Regions from separate parts of the Mus musculus genome. Here all the other regions are linked to region 1. A link is a contact called in public Hi-C, HiChIP or PLAC-seq and promoter capture Hi-C data. All regions are on one chromosome and are shown on one strand. Each heading gives the region's core, a stretch centred on a gene start, on an enhancer-like site or on the middle of the called end of the contact. The rest is flanking DNA. Distances are from core to core; before and after follow the strand shown. Region 1 holds the start of Synrg (synergin, gamma). Region 2 overlaps Taf15 (TATA-box binding protein associated factor 15). Region 3 has its middle 22 kb from the start of Ccl9. Region 4 holds the start of Ccl3 (chemokine (C-C motif) ligand 3). Region 5 holds the start of Ccl9 (chemokine (C-C motif) ligand 9). Region 6 has its middle 18 kb from the start of Ccl3.

Region 1 (4,055 bases), core at 1,478-3,977:
TAAATTCATATGGAATTTCTAATTCAGTATGTCTTCCTTTTCATAGGAAAAAGGTTGCTGGCCAAAACAGCAAGAAGAAAGAAACTCTCAAAGAGAAAAGTTAAAAAATAAATACCTTAGAAGGCAATCCCTGCAGTGTAACTTATGAGCCTGGCATGGATTCTCATGGAGTACTTACAACCATCTTTACCAAACATTTGAAATCCACAAGGATATGAGAGGACAGAATGGTTCTGATGTAGTGATGCATCAAGCTTCACTTTGTAGGTGGGATTTATACAATGAAAATAACAGGCATTGGCATTTCTGCCTGAATCCAGAGAGATACTTCTTATAGAAGAACAAGAGCCGATGCTAAAATAACACCCAAGTGTGGTGAACTCTTAAGGATTTTGCCCTTCAAGTGTGAAGGAAAGTGTGATGCATGCTGTGGAGAGGCGTCTGGAACAGAATTTTAAAATAAAACCTTGAGTTTGAGTGCACCATCCACACTTGTGTGTATGGAGAGCCAGCGCTGTGTGGGATGCAAACAAGAGCAGCAGCACAGGCCAGACACAGGAAGGAGCCTAGCACTCCCTTTAGTGTTTCTTTGTGGTAGGAGCCACAGTAAGGAGGTCCCCCATCTGTGGTTATCCAAATTCCAGAGGATTGGAAACTTGAGCCTGTTGAAATTGACCTGTACTGCACTGGGGAGGAAGCTTATGCTTAGCTGTCATAATGTTGCAACTGTAAGGTTATGATCAGCCTTTCCCTGTCTGACTTCATTCTCCATCATTTAACCATGTTCTTTCCTGTCTCTTTCCACCAAGATGACTGCCTGAAAGCAGATAGCACTCTATCCTATCCTGATGAGGAAGAACATTCCCGTTACACGATACACCTCGTTTCATTGTCTCAGATGCTTATCTTTGCTGAGACTTGATGGGCTTCAGCCACCCTCCACAGAGAACTGTGATCATTTGGACCAAGGCAGTGCACAGTATGCAGGTTTTCCTTAATTACCTGCTTTGTACAGTGGAATAAAAAAGGCTTGGTACAAGTTGAAGCACTTAAGACTGGAGCCTAGAATTTCTCAGGGCCTGTGCTGCCACAGGACTACAACATAAGTGACTGCCAGCAACTGAATTAAGCCTGTTTCCTTTACTCTAGGCAGTTGATACTTTAGTCTAAAATCAGCACAGTAGACCTCCTTTTAAATGTGTATTTGTTTTGAAAAGGGATCTCTGTATCCCAGACTGGCCTGGAACTCACAGCAATCCTCCTGTTTCAGCCCCTTTACTGCTGAGAATACAGACATGAGACTGATATTGAATAGATGGGATAAAGATTTAAAAAAAAAATCAGGCTTCATTTAAATAAACTGCTCTAGAGAATAAAAACTAAAAGTTTGTAATTGTTTTGTTCTTGCAGAGAGTTGAGTCAGTGTATATCCTGAAGTGGGTATACACTTGAAACCATTGCGGCTGCATTTTCATTTTAGACCTTCAGCTTTTCCTGTGTTTTAAGAGTAAAAGTGCCTATCTCTGTGTCTGAAGCTTTGTATGCTAACAGCACCACTCTTTAGCAACTAACGGCAGTGATGAAGTATAGAAACGATTATGTGGTATGGGGCTGTGATCTCAAAGCATCCTAACAAGACTCTTAACACAGGTGGGGAGTGTCCTTGGACGGATGCAGATAGAGATGGTAACAGATCGTGTTGATAATCCCCATTCAGTTATTTTCTCTTTATTTTTTCTGAGCAACCACCCAGTCCATGAAGTAGCTACAAAACTTGTATCAGCTTTTTTTTTAAAAAAAGGGTCAGGAATGGATTTAAACTCCTATACATATCAGTAAGGACTCTCCTATATAAATGCTAGCTTTGACCAGGGAAGAGGAAAAGTGAAATAGTAAACAAGACCAAACAAGGAAAACAGATCTCACAAATAGTGGGCGTGGTCCTAGTTAAAGGACCAAGGACTTTGAGGACATATTGGTGTGGACACACTGCAGCTCCAAGATCTGAGCATATTACAAGAACTTCTTTCAAGATTTTTTTTTCTCATTTCTAAAATAGCAGTAATAACTCAGGGACATCAGACTATTAAATGCACATAAAACTGGTCTAGTAAACTAATAACCTATTATAATTGTCTCAGCGAAAGCTGTAAGGCAAGAAGTGGCAGGGACTGGTTGTGATTGATCCATTATCTAAGAGCTTAACAAACTTACTTTCAACACATTTTACTTCCAGGTAGCTTGGTTAGGGTTGGAGGTGTCAAAGTAAAAATACCCTGTGTAGGTTCAGCATGTGCTCACGGTGCCTCACTATGGCAAAACCGACCACATGAGTAGGGCACCTTGGAGGATATCCTCTTCGTGTGTATTGGGTCCATGTATGCTCTAGATTGACTTAAGTAAAAGGTACTGTCAGTGTCTGTAATAGATGCTGAAGAGAGAGTGCCAAGGGAAACAGCTGTAAAGGCCCTCTAGGATCCGACTGCTGTGTAAAGGAACAGCAGAAAAGCACCTGTGTTCCATCATCTGGTTATATCAGGACCTACTGTGTGCATTAGTGCAGATCCGGGTTTGCAAACTAACTACACCAGCCGCAGTGCTGTGTCTCCTGCAGAATGCCACCGGGGCGCGCCGCTCGTGCCCGGGGGCCATGAAGTCACGTGGGCGCGCAGCCCCGCCCCGTCGTCGGCCCCGACTTGGTGGGGCGGTGTCTGCCCCGGAAGTGCCTGTCTTCGGCTGACAGCTGCTGGCGCGGCGGCGGCCCCGAGCAAGATGGCGCTGCGGCCGGGAGCCGGAGCCAGCGGCGCGGCGGGGGCGGGCGCGGGGCCCGGCGGGGCAGGCAGGTGGGTCGGCGGGGCGGGCGGAGTGGGCAGCCATGGTCGGCGGGGTGGGCAGGTGGGGCCGGGCGCAGGGGCGGCGGTTGCGGGGCGCGAGCGTCCTGGGGACCCGCGGGGAGCGCGCTCGGGTGCAGGCGCCACCGCACCTGCCGCGGGGCCTCGAGCGCCCGCGAGTCCCTGCTAGGCTTGCTGGGCTCGAGCTGCTGTCGGAGCGAAGGCTGTGACGGTCTAGTCGCAAAGCTGGAGGAACCGTTTTAAGACTGTACAGTACTGTCTTTCCTCTCATAGAGCGTCCTGTCCAGTCCTTTTTTCTTTTCTTCACATACAAATAGAAAAATCTGAAGACCTTTGAATTAGTAATTGTCTTGAGATAAAGCCCGTTTAGTAGAAAAAAACATTTGTCTGACTCCTTTTAAAATAGACATTTTGAAACAAAGAAAATTCACTGACCAAGAGCAGTATGCTCCTCTTAAAACAAAAGCTTCCAGACTTTATTGAGCTCCTTTTAAAAATAAAAATCTGCTCTTTGTTCTATTTCAGATAATTTTTAGGCTATGCTCCCTGTATCCAGAATGGTAAAGGGGTGTTTGTAACTCAAGTTCATTTTCATTTGACAAAATGTTTGATTCCAGAAAGTCTGCTCCCCTTTCTATCATGACTCAGTTTGTGTTTATTTAATTAGCTGACATATAGCACACACATTCCGAGATAAAATTAGCTTTTATTTTTAAATATCCTAAGTTATCTTTGGAAAGCGAAGTATTTGGGTTTTTTTTTTAATGTATAGTTTAATTTTGGAATCACCTACACTTCAAATGTGTAAAAGATTTTAAAGTAACCGTCTCCTTCAGGTGCATATTGTGAATACACACACACACACTCATTCACGGAAGGAAAAAAAGCAGTCACTTGAATAAAGCAACGGTGTGTGGCCAGGTTTTCTGCTTCCTCTACAGTCTTTGACTTTAAACTTAAAACATTTTCCTTCCTCCTCTGGTTTTGTCACTGTTTCGTTGGGGTCTTTCATTAGTGAGCATTAGAAATTGCTTTTGCCTGCAGAATATATACAGGATGACAATTTCTAAAGTGGCATTCTATTAATCTAATCAAATGTATGAGTAATAATGGGACCAGTCCTAGAAATTTTCAAAGAATTTCATGTTTTAGGCACAAATGTTTTCAAAAAAAAAAAAAAGGAAGACCCCCTGGGCACAGAAA
Region 2 (4,222 bases), core at 1,169-3,668, 470 kb before region 1:
CTTGGGAGAATTGAAGTGAGTTAGAGGCCAGTTTGGGGTCCCTTGTACCAGGCCTGCCAAGTTATATATAAAATGAAAGACTGTCTACAAACGAAAAATACACAAGCCCCTAAAACAAAAACTCAAAGGAATAGTATGCTTAAGAAATTTTCTTTTTTAACTTTTTATTTCTTATAACTATCTGGGTATTCATTCTTCTTGTATGTAAGTTTGTATACAATATGCATGCATTGCCCATGAAGGCCAGAAGAGGACATTGGATCCACTATGAATTCTCTGGAAGAGCAAGGCAGTGTTCTTAACCATTGAGTTATCTTTTCTGCCACCAAAATTTCCTTTATATTGAATGTGTCTTTTCTAAGTATATTATGACATCACATTGAAACCTCCAGGCTACCCTAGAGTCCTCTTTTCATTGTGGTTTTTGAATTTGGAAGACCCATATCTTCATAATCTTTTAAGTTTCTTTATGTGGGGATACTGAGCCAATTAAGTTGAACATACCTATGTGTCTTAAATATCCCTTAAAATGTTCTTGGGGAGTTCTTTATGTGTACTTTTTGCTTCTATGTCTGGGATTGAAAACAAATTTGCAACATTTTGACATAGTTGTTGAAATATTCTTCTGTCTTAAATTGCTAGCGAGGCCTTAATATGTAGAAGAAATGACTTTGACTTAACTGCAAGTTTGAAGGAGAGACTATCCACAAGAATATCTCCCTTACTCCTTGAAGTCTATTTCTGTAGTTAATACAGTAAATTTCCTAATAAAGGAATTGTAATATAGTTAATATAAAGCTTACTTAGGGAGTGAGAATGATTGAATGACATTTGAATGTACAGGTAAACATTAGGATGGTATTTCTTAGACTTAAATATATATAATGTGTTACATGGGGATCTTACTAAAATGCAAATTACCATTTTCTGCGAAGCTCTTGGGCTATGTTTATACTTATACTTACCCTTTGAATAGTAAGGGTATAGGACTGAGTTTTGTAAAAAAGGAAACTCAGCCTTAATGTTATATATCCTTTTAGAGGATGCATCTTTTAAAAAATACTTTTACTTATGTGTATTTATTTTTTTGTAAATATTTGCCATGTGGTGGTGCCCACAGACAGAATAGAGTATTGGATCCTTTGGAGCTAGAATTGTAGGCAGTTTTATTGCAACCACTGAGCATGGGTGCTGGGAAACTGAACTTGGATCTTCTGAACGAGCAGCAAGATAACCATTGAGTCATCTCTATCTTTTTTTTTTTCCTTTTAAACAGTTAACCCCAGCACTTGGGAGGCAGAGGCAGAGGCAGGTGGGTTTCTGAGTTCGAGGCTAGCCTGGTCTATAGAGTGAGTTCCAGGACAGCCAGGGCTACACAGAGAAACCCTGTCTTGAAGAAAAAAAAAGAATGGAAATGAGTCTCCCTTACACATAACACTGTATATTTTTCTTTATTGTGGGCCAGATCAGCTGTTTTTTGGACAATATAGCAATTAGGGTGTAAACCCCCCCCCCCCCCCGACACACACACACACACACACACACACACACACACACAACCCCCCCCCCGACACACACACACACACACACACACACACACACACACACACACACACACGGTTTCTCTGTGTAGCCCTGGCTGGACAATATAGCAATTAGGGTGTAACCCCCCCCCCCCCGACACACACACACACACACACACACACACACACACACACACACACACACACACACCACACACACACACACACACACACACACACACACCCACACCCACACCCACACCCACACCCATGCATGCATGCACCATATACAAGGAAAAAAGTTTTAAGAAATGTGGGCTTGATATTTTAATTCTTGTCTGTCACTGGGGTTCTAAGGTTCATTTTTGAAGGAACCTTGGTTTCTAATACAATTTTCAAGGGGCTTGGAAAATAGACCATTTAAGCAAGCATGAGACCCCAGTACTGAAAAAGAAGGGGAACATTTTATTTTCAACAATTTAACCTCTGCTTGTTTATGACAAATGTACTTTAGAGGAGGAAGCAAAAGCGTTGTGGTAAACTTTATTTGGGGGTTTCTACCCCACCTTAATCATTTAGTTCCAAATAAAAAAGACACAAAACCTTTATGTTTATAATAAGCCTTAAAGCATTAGAACTGGGCAGATATCAACCCTCTGCTCTTTTGTCTACTTTCCTATCAGTAAACACCCCCCCTCTCCAAATACCATTTGCAATGTTACACCTGGGCCACTCCTACCGCCAACAGGTGGGCCTTCATGGCTATGCACTCAAGTTATACTTACCCCATGGCGCTTTCTGCCTTCTTTCTGCTCACTCCTAGTGGACTCTGTCTCAGACCCCAAGCCCAGGAACCTAAGCTTACTACTACCTCTTTTCTGCCCAGCTACAGGCTGTAGGCATCATTATTCAACAAGTAGTTTTAAAGAGCAAGATTTGCATAACAAAAGCTGGTATACTTGAGAATTCACTTGTCTTGAGGCAATGACCTTGGGATAGAGAATTTAGCAGTATCTTACGTGGCAAAAGGCCAAACCTCAACACAAAAGGATCAGGAACTCAAGTTCATCTTTATCTAGGTAGCAAATTCAGGACCATCCTTATCCTGTCTCAAGAAACTAAAACCAAAATAGTAATGAGTAGCTTCTCTTTCTTAAAGAGGTAGCAGTGATAGACCTTTCAGTTAAAGTACAGGGAAAGTTTAGGTACTGTGCTAAAACAGTAATTTTAAATACAAAGCTGTATTTATGAAGGACTTCAGTTTAGTATGGTCTACATAGCCTTGAATGAACCTTATTCTCCTGCTAGAAAGAAGGGTTTTCTGGGACTTATACAATTTAAAAGCAAATTAAAACACTTGTGTCTGTCCTAAGTTGATTGCAAAGCAAAATGTTTTTATGGTAGTGTAATTAAAAAGAGAAAGCTTTCTTATTTAGTTAGTTTTAATTGGACAATTCAGAAAAGCCATCTAGAGTTGGGTAGTCCCTAGAGCAGAGGTTTGTAAGCAGATAATAAATAGGTTAGCTGCTAGGATCATGATAGATGAGCAGCAACTCAGATATAATCTGAAACTGTTAGTTCCTTATCAGCACTTGTGTTATAGAAGGTTTTCACTTGAGAATTTTGGGGTCTTTTTTTGTTTGTTTGTTTGGTTGGTTGGTTGGTTGGTTTTTTGTTTTAATTACTTGGTTAGCATGAGCTGCTTAGATTTGTTACATAAAACCTTATGTGTACAAGGATCATTGACTTAACTGACAGTATAAATTTGTCAAAGTCATTCTGTGGCTTTGCATCTTTCACATATTTTGTTGGTTTGGTCTTTAGACCATTTGGCAGCTTGAACCTCTGCTGTGATAGGAAAAGATCTCATATTAAAGTGGATCATGGAGAGAAGTTTTGAGTTTAGCTTTTTTTTTAGTCCTCACTTTTTATCAGTCTTAAGTTTAAAGTTTTAAGACTATCTTTATTCAGACTCATTTTTTAAAAAAGTTTATCCCTTTAAAAATTAATAAAATCCATAATTTAATATCACAGCAGAATCTGTCTTCAAGTTTTTACCTTTTCTGTTCTGCTATCAAAGTCTAACTTTACTTTTTATTCCTCTAGTCTTTTAGTTTTTTCTTTCTTATATTTAAAAATAGTCCTAATACTCTAATTTCATATTTTTCATGCTGTGCCTGCAGCTTTAAGTTATGGTTTGAGTAGTAATCTTTTGGCTTGGGGTTGGGAAGATGAATTTTTTTTAACATAAAAAGTAATATTAGATGTGTTATAAATGTGAGAAGACAGCTTGTGGAAATAAATCCTTGGGAAAGCACTTAGATTGAATCATTGAACTCTGAAATGGATTTACTGGAAAGTTGGTGCTACTATTTTTCTAGGCACTCTACTTGTGACAGTTAAGTGTAGATTGAGCCCAGGGCTCAGCACATTAGAGACTTACTTAAGGAAGAAATCATTTCTTCAATTTTTCCTCTGCAGTGGTGGTGACCGCGGTGGCTTCAAAAATTTTGGTGGTAAGTGCTGAGTATCCCAAAATGTTTCAGTGGAAATGCTATATAAATCTAAAAGCCACCAATATCCCGCAGATGCAGTCTAAGCCCTTCTTACTCTGTTGAGGCTCGTGTGTTGTGTGCATTACAAAGTACTCTCTGTATACACTCTTATATCCAAGTACATATTAAAAGCCAAATCTGATC
Region 3 (4,284 bases), core at 1,250-3,749, 410 kb before region 1:
CATGTGTTCTTATCACCAGTTAGAACATCTGGATATATGCCCAGGAGAGGTATTGCGGGATCCTCCGGTAGTACTATGTCCAATTTTCTGAGGAACTGCCAGACTGATTTCCAGAGTGGTTGTACAAGCTTGCAATCCCACCAACAATGGAGGAATGTTCCTGTTTCTCCACATCCTTGCCAGCATCTGCTGTCACCTGAATTTTTGATCCTAGCCATTCTGACTGATATGAAGTGGAATCTCAGGGTTGTTTTGATTTGCATTTCCCTGATGCAAGGATGTTGAACTTTTTTTTTTTTTCAGGTGCTTCTCAGCCATTCAATATTCCTCAGTTGAGAATTCTTTGTTTAGCTCTGTGCCCCATTTTCTAATGGGGTTATTTGGTTTTCTGGAGTCCATCTTCTTGAGTTCTTTATATATATTGGATATTAGTCCCCTATCTGATTTAGGATAGGTAAAGATCTTTCCCCAATCTGTTGGTGGCCTTTTTTGTCTTATTGACAGTGTCTTTTGCCTTACAGAAGCCTTGCAATTTTATGAGGTCCCATTTGTCAATTCTTGATCTTACAGCACAAGCCATTGCTGTTCTATTCAGGAATTTTTCCCCTGTGCCCATATCTTCGAGGCTTTTCCCCACTTTCTCCTCTATAAGTTTCACTGTCTCTGGTTTTATATGGAGTTCCTTAATCCACTTAGATTTGACCTTAGTACAAGGAGATAAGAATGGATCATTTCGCATTCTTCTACAGGATAACCGCCAGGTGTGCCAGCACCATTTATTGAAAATGTTGTCTTCTTTACACTGGATGGTTTTAGCTCCCTTGTCAAAGATTAAGTGACCATAGGTGTGTGGGTTCATTTCTGAGTCTTTAATTCTATTCCATTGGTCTACCTATCTGTTGCTATACCAGTACCATGCAGGGTTTCTTTTGTTTTGTTTTGTTTTGTTTTTTTGCTTGTTTGTTTGTTTTTTTATCACAATTGCTCTGTAGTACAGCTTTAGGTCAGGCGTGGTGATTCCACCAGAGATTCTTTTATCATTGAGAAAAGTTTTTGCTATCCTAGGTTTTTTGTTATTCCAGATGAATTTGCAAATCTGTCATTAAAATTTTATACAAAATTTTATAAAAGTAGGTCAACGAAACACAGACACACACAGACACACAGACACATGCACAGACACACACACAGACACACAGACACATGCACAGACACACACACAGACACACACACACAGACACACAGACACACACAGACACACAGACACATGCACAGACACACACACATAGACACACACAGACACACAGACACATGCACAGACACACACACACACAGACACACAGACACATGCACAGACACACACACACACAGACACACAGACACATGCACAGACACACACACACAGACACACAGACACACAGACACATGCACAGACACACACACAGACACACACAGACACACAGACACATGCACAGACACACACACACAGACACACAGACACATGCACAGACACACACACACAGACACACACAGACACACAGACACACACAGACACACAGACACATGCACAGACACACACAGACACACAGACACATGCACAGACACACACACAGACACACACAGACACACAGACACATGCACAGACACACACACATACACACACAGACACACAGACACATGCACAGACACACACACAGACACACACAGACACACAGACACACACAGACACACAGACACATGCACAGACACACACACATACACACACAGACACACACACATGCACAGACACACACACAGACACACACAGACACACAGACACACACAGACACACAGACACATGCACAGACACACACACATACACACACAGACACACACACATGCACAGACACACACACAGACACACACAGACACACAGACACACACAGACACACAGACACATGCACAGACACACACACACACACATGCACAGACACACACACAGACACACACAGACACACAGACACACACAGACACACAGACACATGCACAGACACACACACACACACAGACACACACACACACACACAGAGAGAGAGAGAGGCATTACTGCACACCTGCTCACTTCGTTGTACACCTCTGGGCCAGAAATCTAATCCAGGGAGACTGGTGAATCCAACCCTTAATTGGGTCCTACTAACATCACACTTCTTGAAGGGTCTGTCCTATCTGATGGTACAAAGCTGTCCTCTTGCACCCTCAGTCAGTCTCACTGTTTCATGGGTGTGTATGGTCTCTCTGCATGCATCACTGTTTCATGGACGCTGATGCCTATCATCTCTCTATGCATGCAAGGGTAAAATCTATCAGAGCAAGGTTTGATCTCCGCGTGTGTCCTCAGTCTAGGCCAAAACCCTCAGTTCCCCAAAGAGGAGAGAAGTCGGGGGAGAGGAGAGAAGATGCAGGTTCCATAGTTACTGGACATACAGACAACACGTGTTCTGTAACACGTGTTTTCATTTCAGCTTTTAACCACTAGATGGCAATATCCACCTATATTTCCAGGATTAAGTCAGTCCAATTTCCCCCAGGATTGTTAGTCCTAAATTAGCTACAAATCTTTCCCATCCTCCAGGACACAACTTAAAATACTTGTAGTCATACATCTAGGCCCTGACCCCTGGCTTGCAGCCCAAATGCCTCTATGACAGTGACTGCCATGTTCCACCCCCAAGCTTTGTGTAAATTTCACGACAGATGTTTTGTGAGGCCTGCCAGATACCCAGGGCCTTGACTAGAAAGCTGTCAGAATGAAAAGAAACGACTTGTCCAGCTAAGGAAGCCGGGCAGCTGGTTCCGCTGCCTTAAATCGTGCATCAAATGCAATGGATTCACTTCCCTCGTGCATCTAGGAATGGGGGCAGGTTATGCTTTGTCCTTAGAAGAACTGGGAAAATTGCCACTCAAATATCCTGTGCTCTGTGGTGCACAAGAGAAACCCCATGTTTGGGGTACAGAGGTAAAAACTCCTGTGGTAGTCAGGGAGGGTCAAGTTCTGAGTGTGCATTCAGAGCACAGGGCGTGTGCTGTTCATGGCATTAATTCTTTCTCATCAACTTCTCTGCTGTCATAGCCAGTGTGTGAACCACAAAGCATCTTGCCTCTGCCTTCCCTTACCTGGGAGTACTACTGTCTAGGCTGCCTTCGCACATGTGAACCAGTCCTATTCTTCAGAAACCTGCCGCTTTGTTTTGCAGCCCTGCCCCCTGAAACCGAGAGAGGTCGAGTACTTCATGCATCAGTACACATGCATGCTCTACGTCCTCACATCGTTAAAAATCCTCCCTGAGCACAGGGTGGTCCTCGAGCCTGCGATGCTAACACTCTAAAGGCTGAGTGAGGCAGGAGGACCACTGGGCTGTGTAGCAACCGTCTATCTCAAAAACCCAAACTCAAACCAACATCCTCCCTGGGACCCCCATGGGCTCTGGCTCCTGCTTCATTTCATAAAACCATCTTAGTGTTGGTTCTAATGCTGGCCCAACTTCCACAGTCCCATTCTTTTTCCTGCCCTTTTGACTGGGCTCCTGTCAGCACTGCCGTTGAATCTTCACTCGTCAAGGTCACCTCCGAGCTTCCAGTCACTTTCAATGACCATCTCTCTCTTCTTCCATATGTCATGGCAACACCCATGAGAGTCTAAGGTTCTGTGCCTCCCACCACCCCTCCTTTGGCTTCCAGATCACCATACTCTCCTGATACGCTTGTCTCCCTGGCTACTCTGTCCTTGTGCTGTCCCCACTCTCTACCACAGCTCCTGGGTCTTGTACTCATGATACATCCCCTTTCTTCAAAGAGAAAGAAAGAAGAGTCAAGCTGTTCCCTAGCTCCGCAGAACCATGTAGCTCGCTCTCTACTCAACACACTGACGTCATCAGAAAGCCATTTTGAAATTAACACTGTCTAGATGGCTTTCCCCTCATTTCTGTAAATGACACCAACACTCACCTAGTTGCTTAAGCCCGAGTCTTTCTCAGTGCACGTTTCTAGTTGTGCCCCTCAGCCATTTCCCTACTTTGTTCACACTCTTCTATGTCATCTGTGCCCCTCTGGTTCAAGCCACCAGCATCTGTAGCCTGGATTGCTGCAGGGGTCTCCTAACTGGTCTCCAGGGACCTCATCAATCCATCTCTGCATGACGGTCAGTGCTGCTTTAGGGATGTATATCAGGTGATATACTTTTGGTACGGCTTTGATGACGGCTTTCCATCATGCCGGAGATGAGTTACTCTTTACTCTCACTCCCAA
Region 4 (4,104 bases), core at 794-3,293, 320 kb before region 1:
CATGGCATGGTGACATACTCCTTTAATCTCAACATTCAGGAGGCAAAGGCATGCAGACCTCTGAGTTTCAGGCCAGACAAGGCTACATAGCGAGACTGTATCTCAAAACAAAACAAAACACTAATATCAAATGGACAAGGTATAAAAATAACACCAAGTTTAGGGTAATCCTCAAAACTGTTCCTAAGAAAGCTTGATTTGTGGTATGCATAACTAATACTCCATTGGATGATAAAATTATTTAAATGGTGACTTTTTATAGTGAAGGTTCATTATGAGTTGATTCACAAAATAGTCACCATTTTAGGGTTCCAGATCCACATTTCCATTATGAAGTGGAGAAGTCTACTCCATGGGAGTCTCCCCATTCTCCTCTCCCCACCCCTTCCAACACACTCCCAACTTCCATTCACAGCTTCCTATTCTTTGCTGTTATTCCTCTTAACCAGTAAGTCTGACTTTCCAGAAAAATAAAAATAAAATAAAATAAAATAAAACTCAACACCAGTCACTTGTTAAAGGGCATATTTATTACTTCTCTGGTATAAACAAAGCATCTATTGTACATTTGTCAGTTCATGACTTTGTCATCATGTCTACCTAGAATAGCTGTCACCAAACAGTGTGACCAACTGGGAGGGAGATGGGGGTTGAGGAACGTGTCCTGAAGTCTTTCAGAATAAATAGTCACAAATACAAGTATGACAATAAAATAAATTACAAAATTAAATAGTATTAAACCAATAGGATTAAATTAAATAAAATTTCAAGTGAAGAGTCCCTCGATGTGGCTACTTGGCAGCAAACAGCTTATAGGAGATGGAGCTATGCAGGTGGCAGGAATGTTCCGGGGCTCAAGCCCCTGCTCTACACGGGACCCATGGAGGTTTGGGGGGTTCCTCGCTGCCTCCAAGACTCTCAGGCATTCAGTTCCAGGTCAGTGATGTATTCTTGGACCCAGGTCTCTTTGGAGTCAGCGCAGATCTGCCGGTTTCTCTTAGTCAGGAAACTACACAGAGAGAGGTAAGGGTCAAAAAACTTAAATATCCAATGGGAGAGTCTGACTTCCTCTGTGGTTTCTCCATCGCTCCCGTCCTCTCACTGGCACCCTTTAGATGATCCTGTGCTTCCCTTTTTGTGACTGCACCCCCGCCCCCACCCCACGACTGAAAAACCCTCTCTTACACTGTTCCTCACCCCACTTTATCAGGAAAAGCACGAGAACAGAACTTACATGACACCTGGCTGGGAGCAAAGGCTGCTGGTTTCAAAATAGTCAACGATGAATTGGCGTGGAATCTTCCGGCTGTAGGAGAAGCAGCAGGCAGTCGGGGTGTCAGCTCCATCTGTAGGGGAAGAAAGTCATCATTGAACAGGGTAGGACACCTAAAACAACTTAAGAGGCGAGGAAGGTGCTTGGGGTGGGAGTTGGAAGGCTAAGGATCTGAAGGCATTTGGGCATTTGGGACCAGAAATGTCATTGTTTCTGTCTCTGTTCTATCTATATTTTCACTGTGGGCTTTCTCTTTCTCTATGTGTTGCCCTGTGTCTTTCCCACAGCTTTCTCTAATACCAGAAGTCAGCAAAGAAGACACCAGAGCATCACCATAAGACATCCCAGAGGCAGAGCTCCTTAAGAATCCCAGGGCTGGCTAGTAAGTACATGACAACACTATCCTTACTGTGATTTCAAGTTCTGGGTACCTATAAAAGGTTAGACCCTTCCACACCATAGAGAGGAAAATAAAAATCTCAAAGAGAAAGACCAGCTTCTTTTCTCTTGTAGACTCTGAAACCACAGAAAAGACTGCTATGGTCTGCCTTAGACCAGAGACTGGGGACACCTCCTGTAGCAGTGTAGACTCACATGGCGCTGAGAAGACTTGGTTGCAGAGTGTCATGGTACAGAGAAGAACAGCAAGGGCAGTGGTGGAGACCTTCATGATGTTGAGCAGGTGACAGAGGGTGAGCTTGTCAGCAGAACAGAAAAGGGACTGGTACTCGCTGCTGCTTGTATCCTTCTGGTGTCTGAAGCCATATGCCCCTTCTCTTATAGGTAGCCCTAGCAGATGAGGAAATGGAATCCGGGGCTGAGGAGGGAAAATTTTAAGCACAGCAATGGTGTCATGATGGATATTACACAACCCAGGGTCCACAGTGACCACAGGGGCCCAGGATATCTAAGAATAGCATCTCTGAGATATAAGTCTCAGCTCTCAACTCGTGACCTATTCTTTCTTCTTGTGGGGAAGTAGTTTCTCTTATGAGCAGGAGGAGGTAGGACAGTGTCAACCCAGGGCTATTCTTAGCTGGTCCCATCTCATGAGAACCGTTCTGTGAATAAACACTCCAAACCCATTCCTTGCCATGGAACGGAAACTCTCGTTATTTCTCAGCTTCTCTAACCACATGGAAGAATAGCTGTGGATGGTGGCACAACAGCCCCTCCTACCACCACAGTGAGGGACTGAGGAAAAGCATCTCCAGCTCGAGCAATGGGGAAGACGCGGTCACATTTAAGACATTTGTCCAATCATCAGCCGCAAAGTGACTAGGCCACTGGGTTGAACATTAGTTGTGGATCATAAAGATACTTCAAGTGTGGGCGTTAATATGTGAGAAGCCTAAAAATATTTTTTCCATTAAGCTAGAAATAGCCTTTCTAGGAAAGATTTTTGGGGAAACAACCCAAATGTAAAGCCATCTCTAAATATTGAGACAGCTGGTCCATTGTCATTATAACTTGAAACTAAAGAAACAAAACCTTTCACTATGAAAAAATTATAAATTAAATTATAGTATATACATTGGATTGCTTGTTTATGAAGCTCTTAAAATTAAAATGACATAAGTACACTCATAACATTGGTGATAAAAATATCAAGAAACATTGTACAAGTTTTACAAAGTGAAGAATTCTACAAATATCTGGAAATATACAGTTTTTCACACCAAACCCAGGCATTATAAATAAATAATACTGGAATTTTTTTTTAAAAAATCACTAAAAATAAAAACTTTAAAGAATTATTAAAACTTGTGAGATGGGCCTGTGAGTGGTTAATTTTCTTATATTTTGAGATTTTTAAATTTTATTTGGTGAGATATTATCTTCCTGTCCTCTCACATACTCATGTACTCACTTAGTTTAAAGCATTTTCAATATCACTAGTTTAAAAGTAAGCAGTTATCCAGTGTTTTACTTTTAATTGCTTTTAACTTCTGAGACAAGGTCTCACTAGGTAGTCAAAATTATGATCCTTCTGCCTCAGGCTCTGGAGTGCTAGGATTACAAGTGTGTAGCATCATGTTTGAAAGAAGGTGCTTGTGAGTGTGCATGTGTGCATGTGTGTGTGTGTGTGTGTGTGTGTGTGTGTGTGTGTGTGTGTGTGCTTCATGTATGTGAGTGTGTGTGCATGCATGTGCATGTAGAGATGCAAGACTGATGTCAGGAACCATCCGCCGTCGATGTTCCATGTTACTTACTGAATCAGGGTCTCTTAATCAAATCCAGAGCTCACTAATATGGCTGGTCTGCCATATTAGCCCCAATCTTTGCACTCCAAGACTAGAATTGACAGGCAGGCTGTGGTGATGCAATATTATGATTTTAAAAATGTCTCATACATTCTAAGAGACTGGAACTTTTGCTGGGTCTCACACTCAGAATTAATAATGTACCCGAGATCACTTAGGACTTAAGTCTGCTCTCCTACTGTGTACTCAGCCTTTAAGAGAATAATGTAACAATCAGCAGTATTTGCCTTGGGTTTCTCATGTGATCAACTTTTACAACCTAAGCAAAAGCATTGCCATAATCTTAAATTATGTCCTCTTCCATCCCCCTGGACCCAGAACAATGCATGTGAACCATTTGCTGAAAGCAGCAAATATAGATGTTGAAAGAACTCTTCTAAAATGAAAACCCATTTATGGATATTGGCTGATATGCATGATGCTTATAGTACAGTTTGTTGTCTGGGTCAGTTGGAGCCAGTGACTTAATCCAATCCTGTTAAAGATTCCTATAATGTGTCCCTTTCTTTCCCCAGATGATGTTTTCTGTGCTGTTCAATAAATACAAAGCAAGTCTGTGATAGGGAC
Region 5 (4,394 bases), core at 909-3,408, 390 kb before region 1:
ATTGTCTTAGCATCTCTACTCACCATCCCCACCCCGATTCTTGCCAAGGCTGAGAAGGCTCTGCTGAGGACCACCATCACACACTTGGAGTCTAGGATCTGCTCTAGACTCATTTATCCCCTTAGGTGACATGAGATTTTTCTGGGATCTTAAAAAACAAAACAAAACAAAAAAACCAAAAACTCTATTGACTTGAAGCACAAACCCCTTTGGTGACACAAAGTCCCTTGAAGTGAAATGAGGCTCCTAATAGTCCACATTTATATAAATGCCTGATTAAAGGACACACTGAAGAAAAAACCATCAGGGATGTTGAGTGACATCCAGCAATGTATCACTTTTTAAAATCCATAATAATCCTTTATCCCAAATATATCGAAGCCCAAAGATTGTTGCTAAAGGATTGGGAATTTGCATTGTGCTAAGACAAGACTACTAATCCCTTATATCATGTCTTCAATGGTTGCATATGAATTATCTGTAGTAGGGTGCACGGCTATTATTTAACAAGTTTGATGTGGTGTGGGTGGCTTCCAAAGTAAATCTTAAGAAGCAGTGCCTGTTCTTGAACGCATGATTACTAATCTGCCTCTTAGTCTTACCCATCACTACTCATGCGGTCTTACATTATTGAAGGCTGTTCCAATTCTCTGTTTCAGTTATCTGGTTTGAAAAGTGAGCAGGGCAATAATATATACAAGGCTTGCTTGTCTTCTAACTTCTTCTTTTTCTACAAGAATGATGCATTTCCATTTGTCCCACCCCTCAGGGATGCCAGAGGAAGAATGAATCAACATCTGGACAGTTGAGCAATAGCTAACTCTACTAACTGTATTTTGTTTTCTGCATATTATGGTATTCTGGCATACTTAAAATCCTGACCACAGGGAGGGGCTAACTGCTTCTTAACCAACTCTCACTGAGCCCAGCACCCAACCTTTATCATTCTCAAACACCATGTTGGTATTTCCCTTGCCCTAACTCTTCCTAAAGCTAGATCCTTAAAGACCATCCATATATACAAAGTCTGCTCGACTTCTTCAGTCTAGGAAATCTTAACTGAACCCTGCATTGTGCCCTTCCTCTTTTCCAGTATCTCCAATAAAGAATCTGACACAAGTTTCTCTATTTCATTACTTATGCCTCCTGGCCTAACTCCAATATTCTCCTTGGCTCTGTGAGACATGATGTATCTCTCCTCCTTAGAAAAGTTGAGGAATACATTCTTTTATTTCACAGGACCTCTCTGTGTTGAGCCCTGGTCACCTCCATAAACTAAAATATCATAGCTTCAGATGAAATGGTGACCTTGGATGAGCCATTGGCCTGACTGGTCCCAATGCCTTAAAAATGATGGTTCTATACTAGCTGACATCTAATAACTCTAGCATCACAGAGTTTTATATTCATTTCTACAAATGTATGCTTTAATTATAGTTATTTCGATCTAACTACAATGTCAGCTAGGATTGGCTAGGAAAAGTTATCAAATAATTCTAGCTATGAAAAAGGAAAACATTTGCTTCTCCAAATGGAAGCAAGCCATTTGTGTACCAGCTTCCAGACCAGACCCTTCCTAATGCTGCAGCCTTTTAATACAGTTCCTCATGTCGTGGTGATCCCCAACCATAAAGTTATTTCATTACTACTTTATAACCGTAATTTTGTTACTGCTATGAATCATAATGTAAATATCTATGTTTTCTGATGGTCTTAGGCAAGCCCTGTGAAGAGGTTGTTTGACTTCCAAAAAGGGTGGCAACCGGTAGTTGAGAACCACTGATCCAGGGGCTATAGCCAGAGGCAGGTCTGTACTAAGTAAATTCCATTGCTCTGTCTGGGATGGAAATTATTAAATGCTGCCCCTTCTGGAACTCCCCCCAAATTTTCAGTTACCACCACAGGACTCACCATGTGTGATCTGGGCCCAGATTCCAAGAGCAGTTGTAAGAATGAGGAAGGAGAGGGCAGTATGAAAAGGCTTCATCTTCTTAGTGGGCAGACCCAGCTGGCCTTCAGACTGCTTGCTGTTCCTGGCCCGGTCTTGCTATTTATACATGTAAGAGGATCAGGAAGTCCCTGGGGTACAGCTCATAATGCCCTCCTTTGACTACATAACACCCAACATGCTAGTTCTAAGAGAGGGAACAGTGTGCAGTGGGAAGTGGAGGGCAAAGGTGACTTGGGGCTTTCCAAAGTTCAAATTGATTCAGAGAGAGTAAATATTTCCAGAAGGATTTCTCCTTTTATAAAATTCATTCACTCCTTTAGCTCTGGCCACAGGGTGGGAGTGAGGGATCCTTCTAGACCCCTGATGAGAGGTTAGCTTGGAGGACGCTGGCTTATGCTCATTGACAGCTGACCGACAGATATAGATTATAAAAGTAAACTTATATGTCTTGCCAGAGATATATAAAATTGTTGTCAACTCCTTCTTTAATTATTTTTCTTTAATTTTTAAAGATTTATTTTATATCCATGTTTTGCCTGCATGTGTGTATGTCTACCACATACATGCAGTGCTGTGCAGGTCAGAAGAGGGTGTTAAATTCCCTGGTACTAGAGTTACAGATGGTTGTGAGCCATCATGTGGATGCTGAGAACTGAAGCCAGCAAGTGTCCTTAACCGCTGAGCCAACTCTCCAGCCCCTTTAGATATTTTTAATATACTTTAACATCAGAGGAAAAAAAATCTTTAGAACGTCTGTCAGAAGAAACATCTAAGGCTGGTTGGGGTGGTGTTCACCACTTGGTGTCAGCACTTGGGAGCCAGAGGCAGGTGTGTGTGTGTGTTTGAGGCCAGTCTGGTCTACACACTCAGTTATCCAATCTCCGTGAGTTTGTGAATGTTTGCTGTTCATTTGTGGTTTTAGTCTGATGTGGTCAAATAGAATAGGAAGAGAGGGCTAAAGAGCCAGCTCACTGGTTTAGAGCACTTGTTGCTTTTTCAGAGGACCCAGGTTCAGTCTTCGTGAGTTTCATTAGCCTCTTTCTATCAAGGGAGGATCCCCTTTCTCCTTGAGTTATGAAGGAGCCCTTTGCTGGCAATACTGTCCTGGGCTGGAGGTTCATGTCTTCCAAAGCTTGAGGAACGCCTCTCCAAGCTCTCTGTTACGCTGATGGACATCTCCTGACACATGACTTAGTGGTTCTCTCTTGATGCTTTTTACACATTTTCTTTGTTTTGAATACTTAGTACTATAACTTTAATTATAATATGACAAGAAGAAGTTCTTTTTGGGTCTTGTCTCTTTGGTGTTCTAAATGACTTCTCTATTTGATTAGATGTTTCTTTGCCTAATTTAGGAAATTTTTTTTGGCTATGATTTCACTGGAAATGTTTTCTGTGCATTTGGAAAGAACTTCACTCTTTTATATCTGTGATTATTAGACTTTATCTTCTCCTCATGTATTAAATAGCCCAAAGTCCAACTCATGCCTTTTCATTAATTCATCTTTTTCCTTGACACTTTCTGCTCCCAGTGCCTTGTCTTCAAGCTCAGATATGCTGTCCTTTTCTTGACTGATTCTACTGGTAAGGCTTTCTGCAGAATTTTTAATTTGACTTAATTGTATTTTGGATCTCCAGTAGTTTGCTATGGTCCCCTCCCCCAATGGTTCTATACCCTATTTACTTCCTCCTACTTCCTCTTCCTTCCTTCCTTCCTTCCTTCCTTTCTTTCTTTCTTTCTTTTTTCTTTCTTTCTTTCTTTCTTTCTTTCTTTCTTTCTTTCTTTCTTTCTTTCTCTCTCTCTTTCTCTCTTTCTTTCTTTCTTTTTTTCTTTCTTTCTTTCTTTCTTTCTTTCTTTCTTTCTTTCTTTCTTTCTTTCTTTCTTTTTAGATTTGTATTTATTTATTATATACAAGTACACTGTAGCTGTCTTCAAACACTCCAGAAGAGGGCATCAGATCTCATTACAGATGGTTGTGAGACACCATGTGGTTTCTGGGATTTGAACTCAGGACCTTTGAAAGGGCAGTCAGTGCTCTTAACCACTGAGCCATCTCTCCAACCCAACTTCCTTTTTCATATCATGTATCAAGCTCCTTATTTAATCCAGGTGTTTATGTTCTCTTGGGATGCTCCTTTCATGCATGGAGATGGGAGAGGAGGACCAGTCAAGCTATAAACTCTTGCTGGACAGTGGTGGCACACGCCTTTGATCCCAGTACTCAGGAGGCAGAGGCAGTCAGATTTCTGAGTTTGAGGCCAGCCTGGTCTTCAGAGTGAGTTCCAGGACAGCCAGGGCTACACAGAGAAACCCTGTCTCAAAAACAAACAGACAGACAAACAAAAAACAAAACAAACAAAAAGCTCTAAACTTTTGTATTTCCTGTGGTTTATGCTGATGTTGAGTTTGTATTGGACAGGAGTGTAATGTCCATGTGCAAGG
Region 6 (3,932 bases), core at 8-2,507, 330 kb before region 1:
CATACACATATACCAGACTGACATTGAACTCACTAGGTAGCACATGCTGGCCGTGAACTTATGGCAGTCCTCTTGCTTCAGCCTCCCAAGTGCTAGGAAAACAGACATGACATAACACACCCTTGGCCACTCACTATATTGCTTCTCCTGTAGCTGTGGCTTCTCTAATTCTTCTATCTCCATGCAAGGCATGGCCTTAGCTTGCACTGTGCTTTTCAAGACTCCATGGCATTAGCCTCCATGGCACACGGCACTGCTGGGAGAGCTGGGGAGAATGTCAGAAGGCTCAGCTCTGTGGGGGGAGTGCTTGGTGTGCAGATCTGCTCTGGTGAGAAGTCATTAGCCACCCAGCCACACAACATCACACCTCCTCACACTGTGGAAACCATTTCCCCAGTGAGCAAGCAGCTGGGCCATTCCTGAAAACTGTCTGAAACCTTGTGGTGACCCAAGGCTCTCCTGGCCCATGCAACGTGGGTGCCAGTAACATGATTAAAAGTCCCTTCTTTGTCTCCTCAGTGTTTCATCTTCCAAAGCCCCAGGGTACCTCTAAAGAGCGGTTATGTCTTAGATCCAGGAAGTATCTTCTTCAGCGAACCTCCTTTTCCTTACACCTCCTCTGCCCCCTGTGAGCCTATCCTTCATTTCTGTGTCTGTCTGTGGCTGGGACCACAATGCCAAAGTATGTACCTGACAGCCTCTAAATAGGGAACCCAGAGGGTTCTAAATTATTTCTGAGAATTCTCCTTTGAGAAAGGATTTAGCAATTCTATTCTGTTCTGGGAGATACAGCATCCTAGTTTCTGGATGGGAAAAGGAGGCCTAACAGGTTTTTGACAAGAAGTAGACTATAGACAAATAGTAACACCTAGGTTCTAGCAGTATGGTAGAACTTGATTTCTGATGGGTTCCAGGTGGCATTTCTCAAGCAGAAACAGAAGTAATTTGATTGGAAAATTAAATTCCTTGTAGAGAGATGTGGAGTCTCAAAGCCAAAAATCAAGAAACATGCAAAGAAAGGAAAATACAGAAATCTAGCCAAAAATGTCCTGGAAAATTTATGCCATTTTCCTTTGTCCTCTATGAGTGCTGTCTGCATGTACTTCTGCCTGTTTCTCAGGGCCAGGGCACAGAGTGGCTAGCTGGCTTTATCTTCTGCATAGCTCCTTAGGTTTTTCCATTGTGTCTCTCACTGCCTGCTGCAGAGAGTCCAGCTACTCCTGCTGTTTCTTAATGACCTCATGGAAGATTCCACAGAGACTGTGAATGGTTATCACATGACCAGGAAGCTGTTGGGGCTGAGAGAGGCTCCTTCCCTAGTACCTGGCTCTCTGTAGTCCTAGGTGCTCAGACCTGGTCTAGGGCCTGCACAGTCCCTGGGCACTGTGACGATAAGGAGTATCATAAGGAAGCTGGCTTTCCAAAGACCTCACAGACTTTTAAAGTAGATACATGAGCCCTAAGACTGGAGAAACTTTGGGGACATAAGGTCAGGCCTTGAAATGTATAGGAAGAGAAGGATGCAGGGCCACAGGAATCCCCTCTGCATGTCCTTAAGGTCCCACCATGCCACCATTTTCTGCAGTTTCTAGGTCAAGAGAAGCTGGCAGGTCTGAGCTGACGCCAGCCAGTACTGGGTCCAGGAATTCATCACTGACCTGGAACTGAACTCTGAGAGGTTCTGGAAGTAGCACGGAAGTGGAAAGTGGAACATCTGTGAGCTCAATGAGGAGGAAATGCTTGTCTCTGCAGTTCTGAAGGACATCTCTTCTGTGGTCCCACCCTAAAGCCCAGCCTACTCTGGGTTTCTTCTGAACTTAATCTTGCTTATGTATCCCATTTTGGTTTTGCACTGTACTTTTATTTTTTAAAATGGTGTTATGTAACAAATGAGTTGTGGATATCTCATGACTTCCTCTTCACCCCCGACCCCCTTTCCCTTCAGCTCTTCTCCAATACCCTCTTCAAATCCATGAGTGTGATTAGCTTTCTTAGGGAGAAATCGAACCACATGTATCAAGCAACAAATACTGGACAGCTTGACTTGTGTTGCCTTTAGCACACTGAAGATATCACAATAAAATGTCAGGGAGTGTCACAACCACAGATTGACAGGGACACTGCAAGAGGACAGGGACATAAGAGAAGAGGTCGAAGCCACAAGGATGGGCAGCACACTACACTAGTATACCAGATGTTTCCCAGAAAGATGGCTTCCTGGGAAATGGAAACTGACACTAGTATTTTATAAATAATCATATTTTATAAATAATTGATTGTAAAATCAATTTTATAATTGCTATGGTCTAGGGCAGCGGGTCTCATCTTGCAGGTTGTGATCTTTTTGAGGGTTGCCTAAGACCATTGGAAAACACTGGTATTTACATTATGATTCATGACAATAGCAAAATTACAGTTATGAAGTAGCAACAAAAATAACTTTATGGTTGGGATCACCACTACATGAGGAACTATATTAAAGGGTCACCATTAGGAAGGTTGAGAACCACTGTTCTAGGGAAACACTCCACTGGTAAAAGTAGTGCATTCTGTGTATGCATCTAAGCTCATCTTCATACACGAACCACTGCTGAACGACAGCTGACGTTTGTTGAGAGCTTGTCAGGTGCTGGGGTCTGTGTTCACACTTGCTCATATGAATGCCAGCCTAGCAAAACTGCCCTTAGCTATCGAGGACTCCCTGTTGGTAGCTGGCCAAGAAATGTGACTACATCCTCTGCTGCTCACCTCTTTGCTTTCTAGAAGAATGTTTTCCACATGTGGTAAGTGAAAATGAAATTTCAGGTGACAAATGAAAATACAGAATGAGTACTCTTTAAGGATAAGTATGTCTCGAGTATATTGAGAATATATAGTACTGCTTTTTTTGTCTAGAAGTTGGATTTTCCTGGGTTTTCCTGTACTATACCTGGCCACCCTCTTTGCAGTGAATACCTCTTATTCAAGCATCTATTTCCTGATGGTGACACCCACATAAGGGATGGCTTACTATAGAGAGGTAATTCCAAAGTTGAGTTCACCTTAGAGTCAGCCAGGAACGTTCCTAAAGTCCAGTGTGAGGGTCTTACTTCCAAAGTTACAAATGTAATTTGTACCTAGATTTGGCACCTTTAAAACTCCCCCAGTGATATTAAAGTGAGTTCAGTCTGAGAACCGCCATAGGCTACAATCATGGGCTAGTTTAGTCAGAGGGAAGACAGGGCAGTCTCTTCTGAGTTTTGGTGCCTTAGATGGGATGGGTTTTGTTAATTCTGCTGGATGGCTGGTCAGAAGCTCAGATCTCCATGCACAGTGTGCCTCCAGCAGGTTTAAGACCCTCGCTGAGAACTGGTTGTCCTCCATCTGGTCCTCTGTATTAATTTCTATCCCCATACCCTGATGGTGGAGCAATGCCACCCCGTGGTGGCCAACAGGATCGTTCCCTGACTGCTGTACACTAGATGTACCTTCACAAAGACCACACATGTTTACTGTGACAGTTCATCCTGTGGCATCAACATTACTGGGATAATTATTACCTAGATAAACCTCTATTTCGGGGTGTGTTTAGGAGGAGTTTCCAGAGGAGATTTAGCATTTGAATAAGAGGGCAACCCGAATTTGATCCCCAGAATTCACACAAAAGTAGAAGAAAAAAATAAATTTCACAATGTTGTCCTCTCTCCTCCATATGTGCACTATGGCATGTGCATGCCCATTACATGTGCATGTGCATACATGTGATTCACACACTATAATAATAATAACTAAAGTTAAAGCAATTTGAGATTGAAGTGTTATTTAGAAAAACATTTTATCTGGATGTGGCCATGAAGTGATGAATATGCCCGGATGCTAAGGAGGAGCATAATTAGGAGCTAAGATAGGAAAAAAGTTAAGCATCTTATATTCTACTCAGTCAGGGTAGGTTA

What was found. Promoter capture Hi-C pulls out the DNA fragments that hold promoters and counts their contacts. A called contact is a pair of places that touch in the nucleus more often than the background predicts. HiChIP or PLAC-seq counts read pairs in DNA pulled down with a chosen protein or histone mark.
Region 2: a promoter capture Hi-C map of trophoblast stem cells shows a contact between it and region 1, with 2.5 times the contacts expected there. The contact joins the enhancer-like site here to the promoter of Synrg in region 1. A contact is called at or near these places in 11 of 39 promoter capture datasets (the 3T3-L1 cell line, 3T3-L1-derived adipocytes, the C10 cell line and 7 more), 8 of 484 Hi-C or Micro-C datasets (B cells, conventional dendritic cells, embryonic stem cells and 4 more), 2 of 115 datasets of contacts at active chromatin or transcription factors (embryonic midbrain and large pre-B cells) and 1 of 9 other capture datasets (liver).
Region 3: a contact with region 1 is called in a Hi-C map of the HPC-7 cell line, with 5 times the contacts expected there. The contact joins the enhancer-like site here to the promoter of Synrg in region 1. A contact is called at or near these places in 10 of 39 promoter capture datasets (the 3T3-L1 cell line, 3T3-L1-derived adipocytes, the C10 cell line and 6 more), 3 of 484 Hi-C or Micro-C datasets (the HPC-7 cell line, bone marrow-derived macrophages and embryonic fibroblasts), 2 of 115 datasets of contacts at active chromatin or transcription factors (bone marrow-derived macrophages and forebrain) and 1 of 9 other capture datasets (macrophages).
Region 4: a contact with region 1 is called in a promoter capture Hi-C map of the C10 cell line. The contact joins the promoter of Ccl3 here to the promoter of Synrg in region 1. A contact is called at or near these places in 1 of 39 promoter capture datasets (the C10 cell line), 1 of 15 datasets of contacts at CTCF or cohesin (the NIH/3T3 cell line), 1 of 484 Hi-C or Micro-C datasets (pro-B cells) and 1 of 115 datasets of contacts at active chromatin or transcription factors (memory CD8 T cells).
Region 5: a promoter capture Hi-C map of the HPC-7 cell line shows a contact between it and region 1. The contact joins the promoter of Ccl9 here to the promoter of Synrg in region 1. A contact is called at or near these places in 4 of 39 promoter capture datasets (the 3T3-L1 cell line, 3T3-L1-derived adipocytes, the HPC-7 cell line and 1 more), 1 of 115 datasets of contacts at active chromatin or transcription factors (acute myeloid leukemia) and 1 of 9 other capture datasets (macrophages).
Region 6: an H3K27ac HiChIP or PLAC-seq map of microglia shows a contact between it and region 1, with 5 times the contacts expected there. The contact joins the enhancer-like site here to the promoter of Synrg in region 1. A contact is called at or near these places in 3 of 39 promoter capture datasets (the 3T3-L1 cell line and 3T3-L1-derived adipocytes), 1 of 484 Hi-C or Micro-C datasets (pro-B cells) and 2 of 115 datasets of contacts at active chromatin or transcription factors (memory CD8 T cells and microglia).

What each region holds. Positions count from the first base shown.
Region 1 is chr11:83,961,704-83,965,758 of GRCm38.p6, forward strand. It overlaps Synrg (synergin, gamma), which reads left to right and starts at 2,728. Exons shown (of 20, transcript NM_194341.2): 1 at 2,728-2,843. The coding sequence starts at 2,773. Ddx52 (DExD box helicase 52) reads left to right here. Exons shown (of 15, transcript NM_030096.2): 15 at 47-1,385. The coding sequence ends at 104.
Region 2 is chr11:83,493,258-83,497,479 of GRCm38.p6, forward strand. It overlaps Taf15 (TATA-box binding protein associated factor 15), which reads left to right. Exons shown (of 16, transcript NM_027427.3): 8 at 4,005-4,039. Among named protein-coding and RNA genes, the nearest start is that of Gm32650, 17 kb to the right of the region's middle. Within about 2 kb of position 2,419, at least 11 of the 459 cell types and tissues checked have an H3K27ac peak or open chromatin away from gene starts, as enhancers often do. A contact at or near this core is called in embryonic stem cells and trophoblast stem cells, where this site is marked.
Region 3 is chr11:83,554,027-83,558,310 of GRCm38.p6, forward strand. No RefSeq gene overlaps it. Among named protein-coding and RNA genes, the nearest start is that of Ccl9, 22 kb to the right of the region's middle. Within about 2 kb of position 2,500, at least 28 of the 459 cell types and tissues checked have an H3K27ac peak or open chromatin away from gene starts, as enhancers often do. A contact at or near this core is called in the HPC-7 cell line and bone marrow-derived macrophages, where this site is marked.
Region 4 is chr11:83,647,335-83,651,438 of GRCm38.p6, forward strand. Ccl3 (chemokine (C-C motif) ligand 3) reads right to left here and starts at 2,044. Exons shown (of 3, transcript NM_011337.2): 1 at 1,868-2,044; 2 at 1,235-1,346; 3 at 509-1,009. The coding sequence starts at 1,943. The coding sequence ends at 919. It also overlaps a transcript of Ccl4 not described here.
Region 5 is chr11:83,576,478-83,580,871 of GRCm38.p6, forward strand. It overlaps Ccl9 (chemokine (C-C motif) ligand 9), which reads right to left and starts at 2,159. Exons shown (of 4, transcript NM_011338.2): 1 at 1,912-2,159. The coding sequence starts at 1,987.
Region 6 is chr11:83,629,559-83,633,490 of GRCm38.p6, forward strand. No RefSeq gene overlaps it. Among named protein-coding and RNA genes, the nearest start is that of Ccl3, 18 kb to the right of the region's middle. Within about 2 kb of position 1,258, at least 39 of the 459 cell types and tissues checked have an H3K27ac peak or open chromatin away from gene starts, as enhancers often do. A contact at or near this core is called in memory CD8 T cells and microglia, where this site is marked.